Regions from separate parts of the Mus musculus genome. Here all the other regions are linked to region 1. A link is a contact called in public promoter capture Hi-C data. All regions are on one chromosome and are shown on one strand. Each heading gives the region's core, a stretch centred on a gene start, on an enhancer-like site or on the middle of the called end of the contact. The rest is flanking DNA. Distances are from core to core; before and after follow the strand shown.

Evidence for each region. Promoter capture Hi-C pulls out the DNA fragments that hold promoters and counts their contacts.
Region 2: a contact with region 1 is called in a promoter capture Hi-C map of the HPC-7 cell line, with 2.3 times the contacts expected there. The contact joins the enhancer-like site here to the promoter of Tmcc2 in region 1. A contact is called at or near these places in 6 of 39 promoter capture datasets (the HPC-7 cell line, hippocampal neurons, liver and 2 more) and 1 of 9 other capture datasets (embryonic stem cells).
Region 3: a promoter capture Hi-C map of neural stem cells shows a contact between it and region 1. The contact joins the promoter of Nfasc here to the promoter of Tmcc2 in region 1. A contact is called at or near these places in 2 of 39 promoter capture datasets (embryonic stem cells and neural stem cells) and 1 of 115 datasets of contacts at active chromatin or transcription factors (embryonic forebrain).

The regions. Positions count from the first base shown.
Region 1 is chr1:132,388,253-132,392,830 of GRCm38.p6, forward strand. Tmcc2 (transmembrane and coiled-coil domains 2) reads right to left here and starts at 3,134. Exons shown (of 5, transcript NM_178874.3): 1 at 2,725-3,134. The coding sequence starts at 2,931.
Region 2 is chr1:132,083,251-132,087,230 of GRCm38.p6, forward strand. No RefSeq gene overlaps it. Among named protein-coding and RNA genes, the nearest start is that of 4833413N01Rik, 7.7 kb to the left of the region's middle. Within about 2 kb of position 2,186, at least 33 of the 459 cell types and tissues checked have an H3K27ac peak or open chromatin away from gene starts, as enhancers often do. A contact at or near this core is called in the HPC-7 cell line and pre-B cells, where this site is marked.
Region 3 is chr1:132,738,839-132,743,498 of GRCm38.p6, forward strand. Nfasc (neurofascin) reads right to left here and starts at 2,959. Exons shown (of 30, transcript NM_182716.4): 1 at 2,833-2,959.

The sequences.
Region 1 (4,578 bases), core at 1,884-4,383:
GTGAATGGAGATGTGAGCTTGAGTGGTTAAAGGAATCCATTTTAACTATCAGGCTCCCCTTACATACTGTCTGCTGAGATCTTTCCCCCTGGAGGATTCATGCTTATCTGAAGCTCTGGCAAAGCCTCAGAAGTGTTTACAGAAGCCTCCTGTGGGGCCGGGCCCATTCGCAGGTTGCTTTTCTGTTATAGTTACCATTTTAAAATGTTACTATGTAACTATTTTCCAGACCCCCACCCCCACCCCCTAACCACATAATCACAGATTCCAAGCTACCACAGAAGAAATTTACGGTGATAGAGGGCTTGTCTAGTATGCTCAAGACGCTGGTTATGATCTCAGGACATCCACCCCTACCCCAACCTCCACACAAAATAAGCCAAGAAATGCACATCGTGCAGTATGATCATCCTTGAAGGACCAGAGATAGCCGAAGCCCCTGACACTGCTGAGCATCACTAGCCGGGCATCATTCAGATCTCTAGCAAAGACCAGATTCTCCTCTTTCTCTCCTGCTATGGAGGTGCTTTAGACAGAGCTTTCCATGCCTTCGCTCCTTGCTCAACAATCAAGATGACTGTCTCCATTGACACACAATCAGTCCCCATGCCTGGAGCTGTCACAAGAAAATAGAAGTGGGACTAAGGGACTGAAAGTTCCTATCTCCAAGTTCAAAATGAAAGCAAAAGCAAGCCAGAGCTCCTGAACAGCATCAACTAAACACAGGCACGGGAAAGGCATTCCAGATTAAAAAGCAAACGCATTTCCTCTTGGTATCATTGTCAAATTCAGAACAAGTCAGCCCCCACCCAGTTCCAGAGACAATGATGAAATTTTTCCACTAAACTGTCAGCCATGGGAAACTTGTCCAGCACTGGAAAACAAGTTTAGCCACACTCCAATATCCCTTGTTCCTTTCTTCAGAAAAGTTAAGTGACATGTCACATTTTGGTAGCCCTGAGTCACATCTGGTAGAGAGGTCTCTGTCCTGCAGTAAACATGTTGTGATGAGACAGACAGAGATAAACAGGCAAGTGCTCTGTGAGTCTCCCCGTGCTTGCATAAGCTTGGATCCACACTGCCTGGGCTATATAGAAGTGTGTGTGTGTGTGTGTGTGTGTGTGTGTGTGTGTGTGTAAGGGTCCTCAATTCTCAATTCCTCCTCAGGACGGCTCAGCGGTTAACATATTGTAGTCAAGTGCAGTGCTATCGCTCTATCTGCCCCTGTTCAAAATGAATGTCATCAAAAAAGATGACACAGGAGGGTACAGACAAGGAGCCTTGGGCAGCTTTATAGACACAGAAACTACAGCCCCCTTAGCACAGCCAGCAGAGGGAGGTCGAAAGGTCACCCCCTGTTCCTCTCGGCAGCATTAAAGGGACTTACCATCTCAGTTAAAACAAAAAACATGTCACTTGGGGGAGGGAGTGACACTTCTTGGAGCCTGAGGGAATCACAAGCTTTGTGAAGAAAGCCTAGGTGTTCAACTAGTCCATCATTACACATAAGGTGGGTGGAAAGAGGTCAGGTTTGCAAAACTTCCACAAAAATTTAAAAGTCCCACAAGGAGTGAGTGGGCTCTCTTCCCCAAGGGACAACACACACACACACACACACACACACACACATAAAGCACACATGCACTCACCTGGCTTCCTGACTTTGAGCTGCTCAGACCAAAGAAGGAATGTCATTAGCTTATTCTAGTGAGCTCCTCCGGGGCCCACAGCCATTTGGACAAGGCTTTAACCTAACGGGAGGCCTTTCTGCTCCCCTATCCCAGACCCTGCACCCTTTCCGGAGAAAATTTCCAAGGCATCAATCCCCAAGGCATTTAAGTTCCTTCCGGGAGCTGACATCTCTCTCAGCCCAGTTGTGAGCTGGCCTAAGGAGCCTGAGCTGGCAGTCCCGATGGTAACTCCAGCAAAGGCGCATTATTTATCCTGGCTGCTGCTGTAATTGATACAGAGATGTATTCAATACAGCTCGCCAATAGTCTGGAAGACCTCGGGCTGGAAAATAAACAGCTCCATGTGAACGGTCCTTTCCAATTCTGGTTCTAGCTGCCGGCTCAGCATGTGTGCAACTTGAACCGAGGCCCCAATCAGCCCAGGCTCTGCCCTGCCACCTGTCAGTTCTCCACCCTGGGGGTTGGTTCAGGAGGCAGAGAGGGATCTCCAAGCACTAGCTTAACCTCTGGCTCCACCTAACGGCAAGACATCTACACCCCCCTTTCATAGATGGACAAACTGAGCTTCGTTCAGGAAGATGCTCAAAAAAAAAAAAAAAAAAAAAAATCCGCACTCGGAGGAGGCTAATTGGCATAGGAAGGTAACGGTCACCTATTTAGCTTCCCAAGCTACAATCTTCTTCTCTAGCCTTCCTACAGAAGGGAGAGTACTGTGAACTTTCTAAGTTAGCATCTTAGATCTCGCCAGCCCTTTGTCTGCAAAATAGGGTTTCACACACGTTCTTCAAACAATCTCAGATGAGTGAGTCATTAGAACGTTTGCTGAATAATGAAGAACACAGAGGACTGAGATGGAGCTGATAGACAGGAACAAATGGTGCCTAGCTTCCCCCTCCGAACCTAGCCGAACATCATTCATCCTCTCTGACCTTTGCGAGCTTCCCCATCACTTTTATTCGGTTAAGACACTTCTGCGAGGGGTGGGGGAAGCTACGTGGCGGGCTGGGCTTGCCTGGAGACGGTCTGCGCTCACCTTTAAATCAGGAGGCTTGCTTCGGGGACCCGGGTTGGGTGCCACCGCAGCGCCAGCATCTGAAGTTGGCCCGCCAGCGGAGTTAGCACTCGAGGCCTCCCCATGCCGGAGGTCCGCGCCTGGCAGAAGGCAAGCAGCGTCTTCCATCCCAGCCCCATCCTCCTCGCCCTGCTGTTGCTGCAGCTCGTCCGATTTGCACCTCTTCATGGTGTAAGTGGGTCGGCAAGGGGAATCTGTCCTTCTAGCGTGCTATCTTGGGGAGAGACCGCACCCCCCTCTTGCACTCAAAAGACCTGGGGTTTAAATTATGGACGAGGGGAGTAGGCAGATCACGAGTTCTTGAATTTAAGAAATTATCTTTTTAAAGGAGGATGAGGGAGGGGCGAAGAGGGGGAGCCTTAGGATAGTTCATTCCGACCTGGGGAGCGGAGGCAGGTCGCGGGCGAAGCCGGGCTGCAGCGGTCCTTAGGCAGTCACTGGCGCGGGAGGGGGGCCGCTCCCGACCCCCAAACTTTCTGCCTCAGGGCCCCGCAGGGCGGCGGGGAGCTGGACCACACCGCGCATCCCCGCCCGCAGGCCGGACTGCTGGGCCAGGCAGGGCACGCGGGAGCCGGCCGGGCGGGTCCCATAGGGCCGCCCTGGGCACCCGGCCCCGCCGCCGCCCGCCGCCCGCCGCCGCCCCGCATGGGCCTGCCTCCTCCCGCCCCGCGCCCCGCTCCTCGTCAGCAGCCGCGCAAGGCTGCGGCCACAGCCCGCCGCGAGCGCGGCCTACCCCGCCCGGGCCTCCGCCCGCCAGCGCCAGGGCGAGGCGAGCGCAGATGGCGCCGCCCGCCAATGGGAAGGCCGGAGGGCTGCGCAACGGCGCGCGGACACCGCTGTAGGCTTGGTTGCACCGCGCGTCCCCCGGGAGGGTCTGGAGGGCTGAGGCTGTGTTGGAGCTCAGCTCTGTGCCGGCTTTGGAGCCACCTCTCCCAGGCTAGGCCTTCACGATCACCCCGCCCATTCGCTTTGTTGGGGGACACATTAAGTGTTTATCATCACTCCCCTAACTCTGCACCTTATATTATATGCATCCCTTCAGTTAGAGACAAGCTAGTCCCTTCTAGAATAGGTGGTTTGGGTCGCAAACCCATGCCTACCTTCATAGCTACAAAAGCAAAGGAGAGGGACTGTTCTGCTACATCCCCTCTTTCTCTGTTTTAAATACACATCTCATAAGAACGCAGGCTTTATGTTTAGAAACTCAGTGCCCAAATACATGCTCACCAGAAGCAGCTTTTTAAAAGGAATGGGTATTAATGGTAGGTATTAATGATATGTACTGAAGACTGGAAAAAGAATGTTACATTTGCCCCATACTATTGCTAAGCAGTTTGGAAGATGAGAGCAGATGGAGCTACCAAAAAATGGAGAGTAGTAGTATTCTACTCTATTAATTCCTATTCGTTCTGCAAACTGTATGCCTTCTTTGGCATGGATGGGTTGCCCTTATTCAGCATCCAGTAGTTCTTAAGGCATAGACTGGACCCTGCATCATCACCATCGTAGTCATCATCATCATCACCACCACCAGGGAACCAGACAGAAATACGAATTCCTGGATACAACTAAATCAGAAGTCATGGACCCAAAGATCCATGTTTCACAAGCCCGTCGGGTAATTCTCACACAAGGTAACATCTGAGAAACACAGGCCTGGGCTACTGTAAAAGGCTGCGCCTCCCCCTGTGAGTCACAGAGCTTTCTCTGAAGGATTTTACAGTTTGCCAGTCTCTTTCACACTCACCAAACCCTTCTTGCCTCACTTCGGTCCCACTAGTCTGTGAGTTTCCTAACTCTGTTAAGCCTTTCCCC
Region 2 (3,980 bases), core at 936-3,435, 310 kb before region 1:
ACGTGAACCATACATTTTGTACTTTTTGTTCTTATGCTTGCTATGCTTGATTAAAATGTTCTTCGTAAGTCTGTACCACAGGATAAAGTCTAAACTAGGCTTTTTAAAGAATTCCCTTTTCAGTACAATTAATCTGAATCTTTTTACTTTAGCCTCAGGTAGACTTTTCAAACAAGGGCAAAAAGCAGCCACATTCTTCACCAAAATATCCCACAAACAGTTTTTAGGTCACATACTAAGATTCTTCTCCTTAGAAACCTCTTGAGCCAGGCCCCCACAGTTGAAATCACCCTCAGCACCAATGTCTTCCACTGTCCTACTAGGATGGCCCATTAAGCCCTACTTAAAGCATTCTACTGTTTTCCAAATCCAAAGTCCCCAAATCCACATTCTTCCAAACAAAAACATGGTTAGGCCTATCACACCAATACCCTAGTTAATACCTGGTACCAACTTCTGTCTTAGTGTTTCCATTGCTGTGAAGAAACACCGTGACTAAGGCAACTCTTATAAAAGATAACATTTAATTGGGGCTGGCTCTCAGAGGTTCAGTCCATTATCAGCATGGCAAGAAGCATGGCAGTGTGCGAGCAGACATGGTGCTGGAGGAGCCAAGAGTTCTAACTCTTCATCAAAGGGAAACCAGGAACAGACTGTCTTATAGGCAGTTAGGAGGAGTGTCTCAAAGCTCATCCCTACAACAAGGCCACCCCTACTCCAACAAGGCCACACTTCCTAATAATGCCACTCCTTGGGCTAAGCATATTCAAACCACCATAGTCCTAATTCCAATTTTTGGATACAGAAGAGCTGAGACCCCCTACCTCAGCACAGTGCTGCCTTGGTGCCTGCCTATGTTCCCTCCATTCCCTCACTGCCCTTCCATGTGATGACCAGCTGCCTTGTCCATATCAGAGTAAGGATGGGCCCCACATTCACTATTGAGGATTTAATGAGTGAGCTCCATTTGTCTATGGCCTGGGAGTCTCAGAACTTAGCTACAATCTCTTGGTGAGACCCAGTGTTGGAGTTTTGAAAGTCCCTGGTGATACAGGGAGGCAGGGAACCTTCTAACCTGGTAATAGTAGGAATGAAAATGGAGGCTTGACATGGGGGTTCAATGCTCAGCAGGCTGAGGCAGGAGGATCACTGCAAGTTTTAGGCCTAGTGAGTTCTAGGCTAGCCTAGGCTACAGAGTGTGACCCTATCACACTTTTCTTTCTTTTCTGAGTGTGTGAGAGGCTTGAGTACAGGTCTGTCAGAGAGGCCTCTATCTGCTCCATATCAGCAGAAGAGACAGGACCCAGTGTCGGGTTGCTGGGATGGTCTGGAGTCCTGTGCATTTTCTAGTAATAATGAGAATGACATCTTAAGACATTTCTGTCTTTATATTTTAAGGTTTTCTTGTGTAAGACACAGCCCAGTGTCCAATGCCTAATGACGTCATACTGTTTCTGGAAGGCTTTAGTCCTTGAGATAAGAGAAGAAGTTTCATATATTGTGGCCAGGAGAGGTGAGGGACATATCTTCCTATCAGAGAATATGAATTAAGGGCTCAGAGGTCCCCGTGATGGTTAATGTTGGTTGTCAACCCTACACATCTGGAAAGTGAGAAATTGCTTCCATCAGATTGGCCTGAGGGCATGTCTGGAGGACACTTTCTTCATTACTAATGAATGGCTGTATGAGGACCCAGCGCACTGTGGGTGTGCCATACCTAGACAGGTGGGGCTGTACTGTCTAGGCAAGCTGAGCAAGCCAAAGGAAGCAAGCCAGTAAACAGCACTCCTTCATGGTCTCTACTTCAGTTCTTGCCTCAGTTTCCCTAGCCTTGTCTTAAAAGGCAAAAGGAAAGCACCTCTGTCCTCTATCTACCTCTACACACACACACACACACACACACACACACACACACACACACACACACACACACACACTAACACATGCAAACACATACACCATGCACACACAAATCAACCAAACTTACAGGAAGCAAAATTATTTAGTGAACAGGAACTAATGGTTCTCAGAGTAGCAGACACAAGGAGCAATTGGGCACTGTTTGGCACAGAGCTTCCGTGGGATTCATTGTGGTTATGTGCACATTGTGTTTCTCCTCAGTTTTAACCTTTGCCTGCCTGAGGTGTTCAGCCAGTCGTAACAGGTGGAAGTTAAAAGGAGCAGACAGACCTTCTCTGTTTTGTCAATGAAATTAGACATGGGCCAAGGGATTTAATGAGCTGTAGGCCAGCCAGTGACTCAGTGCCTTGTTTAATTCTCATTTCCTTCAGGGACCTCAGTTATGGCTTTTAATGCCACCGTACAGTTAGTGAAGTTAGCCCAGGGATAGAGGAAGTTGATTGTCTCTGGGGCTCTAGTGCCCTCGGGTGGGGCAGTTTGCTCTTATCTTGGAGTTAGCTTGTATTTGTAAGAGCCTGTGGGCTCCTTGTTTTATTGCTTCACTGGTATTTATATAAAAACAACAACTTTAAAAGAGGCCAGACATTTAATCCTAGAATAAGGAGAGGTATTATAAACTATACTGCGGAGGATAGGCACATATCCAGTTTGACAGGAAACTGGATGACGCTGTCTTTCTTTGTGTGACTGTCTGGCTATTGAACTGTATAGGCATTGTGCTGGAGCCTTATTATTATGGCGCCCAGGACCTGGCATCTGGCCTTGACTTGGGACACCTAGAGATCTTCACAATGCTGACTGGCTTTAAGGAAAAACAATGTATAAGGTTTGAGAAGATGCCAGATGGTCTTCAGTTTAAAAATAACAATGTTTGGGGTCTAGAACACTTACATTGACATTTATATCCTATGGGTAGACCTCCATAAGAAGCCAAATCTCTGCTCACAGATCTGTGTTATTGAATGTTCAACATAGCAGCCTCATGGCAACGTGATAGCACGTTCTGTGGGGAGCCATTCTGGAGGAGCCGGGAATGCTGGATCAAGGCTTCTCCTGGCTGCAGGTTAAGTCACAGCTGTGGCAGAAAGCTGCGGGAACTTGTCAGTTGTTCCTTCCTTTCTGAATAGATCCTTTGACAGCTGGCGTGGCCTTTAGAGCTCTCTCAGAGACACTATGGCTCCTCTTCTGTGTATGACACCAGCATTTTCCCTGAGAGTGTTCAAGACTGAGTAAGTGGCCCTAAGTCACCCTTTTCCTTTCTACTGTGACGGTCAGTGGAGGCTCCTTGGGAGTTACTTTTGAGACTTTGTGAGGCTCCTTCGCAAGGGCTGAGGTCCTGTGCCTCTCAGCTTTCCAAGGCTGCAACCCTTTAATACAGTTCCTCATGTTGTGGTGACCCCCAACCATAAGATTATTTCATTGCTACTTCACAACTGTAATCTTGCTACTGTTATGAATCATAATGTAAATATCTGATATGCAGGGTATCTGATATAGAACCCACCAAAGGGGTGGAAACCCACAGGCTAGAATCCCTGGTAGAAGACACTGCTAGGGTTATAGACCTAAGCCTCTGACCCTGTCATGAGACCTGCTTGTGGATCTCACATCATTGAGGCAAGTCCCTTATTAAATGTGTTCAGTGAATTATACTTCTTGGGATTTATGTCTAACTCGAGTGTCCCCAGGACAGAGCTGTGTGAGGCCTGAAGTTCTAAGGATGCTACTGTAATGCGTCGTTTCAATGGAAAGAGAGGCCCATTGGTCAGGCAAACTTTATATGCCCCAGTACAGGGGCACGCCAGGGCCAAAAAATGGGAATGGGTGGGGAGGGGAGGGGGGGGGACTTTTGGGATAGCATTGGAAATGTAATTGAGGAAAATACGTAATAAAAAAATTCATTAATTCTAAAAAAAAAGAAAATAAAAGAAAGTGCATGGAAAGATATCTATTGGGCATTGGGAGCAGAGAAGTCTGTGATTCTCTGAGCAACCAGTTAGTGTGTTATTTAACTCAAGCTATTTTCCAAGCTTGTAGGAACTGTGCGTGGTTACTTTATT
Region 3 (4,660 bases), core at 1,709-4,208, 350 kb after region 1:
ATGCTCACACCCACAACGATTGGATGGCTTCAGAGATCGCCATACTTCTGGCATCCAGACCAGCCTGGGAGAGAATTGTGGCATGGGAAGTGAGGAACAAGTTGTGACAGATGATGGGAGAAAGCCTGTCCCAGAGTCACTGCAAAAACAGGACCCTCCTGAGATCTGCCCCACCTCAAACCCAAACCTCAGATCTCAGCCACCCCTCCGTGTGACGGTGAAAGGACCAGCCAGCCACTGTAAGCAGAGCCTGCTTCTGTCCACAGGGAACCACTCCTGCATGCAGTTCCACCTGAGCCAGCCAGTGAAGCACAATTGGCAGGTCCTGCCCCTGCTCCCTGGGGAGCTGGCTCTGCTGTTGGCGTGCCTGGATTTAACTCTCTGTAGCTTTTGTGATGCCAAACAAGGGGGCAAGGGCTGAGATTCGTTGCACAAAGCTGGGAAATATGTAGGCTGTTATCAGAAGCCCCATTTAACCTGAGCCCCAATCAAGCACTTCAACGTCAGAGCCTTGATCCAATCAGCTCCCGACAACAGCTGCAGGTGATGCTTCTCTGATACCAGGAAAAGCTGGCAGATCGGAGGCCCCGACGCCAGGAGAAGCTTCCCGCCCTGCCCCCACAGGCAACGGGGAGGGGACCAAGAAGGGTGACAAAGCCGATGTAGCCAGTCTCCCAACACCGTGTCCCCTGAACAGACACAGTCTGGAGGCCATCCGGAATTACCACAGCCCACGTTTCAGTCAGCTGTGTTCAGCCCCTCAGTATTCCAAAGCAAGAACCTCTGGGGAAACTGCCGGGGCCAGACTGCAGTTTGTATCTTACCTCCTCTAAAGCCTAGGGTTTTAGAGGAGTCTTTGAGACAGGGGATTGGGAAGCCAGCCCTATTTTACAAAGGCATATACAATTTCTTGGGTTTTGTCTCTTTTCTTAGTAATACCATATTCTCTCTCTCTCTCTCTCTCTCTCTCTCTCTCTCTCTCACACACACACACACACACACACACACACACACACACACACACACACACACACACACACTCCTTCGGCCTAATCCAAAGAGTAAGGGTAGAAAATTGTCTCTCTCTGAAGAACCAGCTTAGTCAAGGCAAAAGGTGAAATGTACTGGACAGGAAGGTGATCCCTCCTCTCTCTCATTTGCCTCCTGCATGCAGTTCCACCGATCCAGCATCCTTGGTCACAGGGAGGACTGAGTTCTGCCTCCTTTCCTCTGGCTGCCCCCACAGCCTCTCCAGGGTCTTCCTTGCTCCACACCCTCTCCCTGGGCAGCTTCTACTTAGGCTTAAGTTCTATGGGATCTGAACCTGCTGGTCTCTGGCCCTATTCAAACCACACATCTCCTGTGCACCCTGGTCTCAAAGGCTATGGCCTGCCCTTGCCTTACTGAAGATTGGATCTGGGCCCAGCAGGGCTCACCTCAGTTCCAAGGTTAGAGGAGGCACATCAGGGCCCTCCTATCAGAGAAAGAGACAGGCAAGAAGAGGAATATTGTCACCCTCTCCTCTGGAGCTAGAGGAGGCATCTTTGTCCAGAACCACACACACACTCATACACAAAACACACATACATGTTCATACACAACATACACATTCATACACAACACACATACACACAGCATGCATAACTCAGCCAGTAAGCCAAGGGAGGAATGAAAAGTAGACCCTGGCTCAGTGAGTGAGGTGGGCTGTTGTGGGACCACAGCCTCCGTGATTCAGCACTCTGACCACTCCCAGCCATGTCGTGGGTCACACTCAGGACCATTCCTGATGCCAGAATGCTGGCTTGGAAGCTGAGGAAAAGTCTTTGCTAAGACCCCAACTCTTAGGCCCTCCAGCAAGGTTTCTCTGCCAGGCTTTTGCAGCCCAGGACTCAGGACAAGTCTCAGGAGCTTGAGGGCCATTCCCTTAGACCTGCCTCTTCTCCCAGCCTCAAGCCCTTTCTGATCCCATCTAGGAAGCAAACCTGAATAGTTCCAGGAGAGGAGAGGACCACACAGAGGCCTACAAACCCAAGTATCTCTCTTCCAAAGCTATGAACAGGCTCAAACATGCAGCAAAGGGCTTTAGAGAGGTTGAATTCACAGCAGTGAACACCTGGCCCACTGAGCCCTAGGCCTCTGTGGCAGAGTAGGACGATACAAGGGTGGGTAGACTGAGTCCAAGCCCAGTCAGCACCGGACCTACATCACCACGAAGGGCAGGCAGAGAAGGTGATGGGTAGTAGGCCGGCTAGGAACCAAGGAGAGTAGGGGAGATGTTCCAGAGGGAGTGTGCAGGATGAGGAAACAAGGAAGCCACTGTGAAGGGGTTGGGACTGGGTGTGAAGATGGGGACCGGGGAGGATAAACTGGAAGGGAGCAACCGAAGGCCAGCACTACACAGGGCCGCGGGAGGGAGGGCAAGCAGAGGGGCCACGGGTGAGGCAGGAAAACATAAGTGGAATGGGGAACTGAAAAGTGAGGTGTACAGAGAGAAAACACAGGGGCTGGCTGGTCTCCAATGGTGAGGCTGAGACAGCGAGGAAAGAGAGAGAGAGCGAGGGAGAGGGATGGAATATGGGATGTTGCCAGCCGAGTCCGAAAGGGTATTAGGGTGGAGAGGGCTGAAAGCTGGAGGGAGACACTGCCAGAATCTGGTGGGTTCCGGGCAGGTGGCAGTGTAGAGAAAAAAAAGCACAGGGATGTGGATGGAGGGGGATGGGACAGGTCGGGGGATGCAGATGGACTGAGGAGAGCGGAATCAAAGGGGGTGCCGCTGGTTGGGCTTCCGAGACCGGGTTCTGTTACCCTACCGGGTACCCGCGCTCACCTTACCTCGAGGAGCTCGGGCTCCAGCCCCGGGCGCAGTCCCAGATGTCCGCTCCCGGCGCCGCCACTTCCCTCGCGTCCCCTGCAGCACCTCTCGCTGCCAGCCGCCGCATTAGGGCAGAGACTAGCCCGTGCGCGCCCCCGGGCGGCCAGCGCGTCCCCGGCGGCCTGCGTGCGCGCCCCCGAACCCCTCCCTGCGTACGAGAAGCTGGGACCAGGACCCAGCAGCTCCGACGGATGCTCAGGTGCCACAGTCCGCCCCACGCGCTAAGGATCAAGTTGCAGAACCAGAGTCTGGGAACCCTGTTTTCTCCCTTGATCTTGGATACTCCTTCAGAAGAGTGGCACTCCGTGTTGTCGTAGGACCTGGAGCCAGAACTGTTGCGGTCTGTCCTGCAAATAACCCCTTTATGAGTTCTTAGGGGCAGGAATTTGTCCACAGCTTTGGAGAGCATAGCTCCCTCCAAAAACTTCCACTGAGTTGTTCATCCGAAGCTGACAAGGGGCAAAAAACAAACAAACAAACAAACAAAAGAAAAAGCATGAGGACATTACAGGTGGGTCTTGTTTTAAAACTGTAAGAATTGTTCTGCCCGGGGGAGACTCGGGGCACTGTCCCAGACTTGAGTTAGAGTGGAAAAACCTTGAACTTGGAGACCACATATCCAAATGTTAGCCCTGCCTCGGTGACTGAGCAGGTCTGAGCATGCAAAGTGGGCTGCGTCTTAGCTGAGATCCCGCCCCCTTGGTAGACCTCAGCTAATGTGCACAGGTGGAGACCTGTACCCCCTCCCACCTTGAATGAGCCCTTAGAAGCTTCTAATTCAGCTCCCTGCCTAAAACTACAGCCCCGTAGGCACCACCACTCTGAGACTCACTCTGAGACTCCTTCTGTGATCACACCCAGGTATCACCTCTACTTAGACCTGAACCCACCTGCCAGTCTCAGCATCCCCCCCAACCCACCTCTGCCTGTGGGCTCAGGAAAAGAGACGCTGCAGATCACCCCCCTGCCCCACACATAGCCTGTGCTCAGTAAAGGCTCATCCACTCACTGACAAAATGGCCTCTCTTCAGCTAGGGGCTTCCAACCCAACAGCTGCAGATGGGAGGCAAAGAGGAGGCAGGGAGGGAGGCCAGTTTTGAAAGCCTTGAAGCAAGATTGTCAGAATCCTGGGCGATTTTTTTCAAGGTTACTACATATACAAAGCAGCAAGTCACTTAAAACCAATACTTCAGCATCACCCTGGTATTAGTCCTGAGAATGAGACTTCACCCTACCAGAACCAGATGACACTAAGGAGCCAGTCAACCCAACCAGAGGGATAGGGTCCCTGGACCCTGGTAGGTCCCAAACACCTGACAGACTCTTAGAAGACTTGGGGAAGGCACTTGAAAGCACTCAGGTCTGTGTGGAGGGCAGAGTTCCCTCACCCCCCTTTACTAAAAGCATCCAGTGGTGGCCTGGTCCCTGGAATAAAGAATTCTCCTATCCTAAGAGGCCAGCTCCCTGCATCCTGTTGTGTGGATCCCTAGAGCAGCAAGAGGCAGCTATTTTCTGGTGATGCGTGGTGACTATTGTGTCCACTCTAGAGGCACCTGCTGAGCTCCACATGTCATCCTCACTGTATCAGACCTGAAAAAGTAAACAATTGCTTACACTTTTATTGTTTTTGTAAAGATTCATTGATTTTATTTTATGTGTACGGGTATTTTAACTGCCTGTGCTGTGCACCAGGTGAATGCAGTACCCAAGGAAACCAAAACAGTGTCTCTCTCTTGCTAAACAAGCAATCCTCTTCCACAGTCTTCCAAGGAGGAATAGGGACACAGG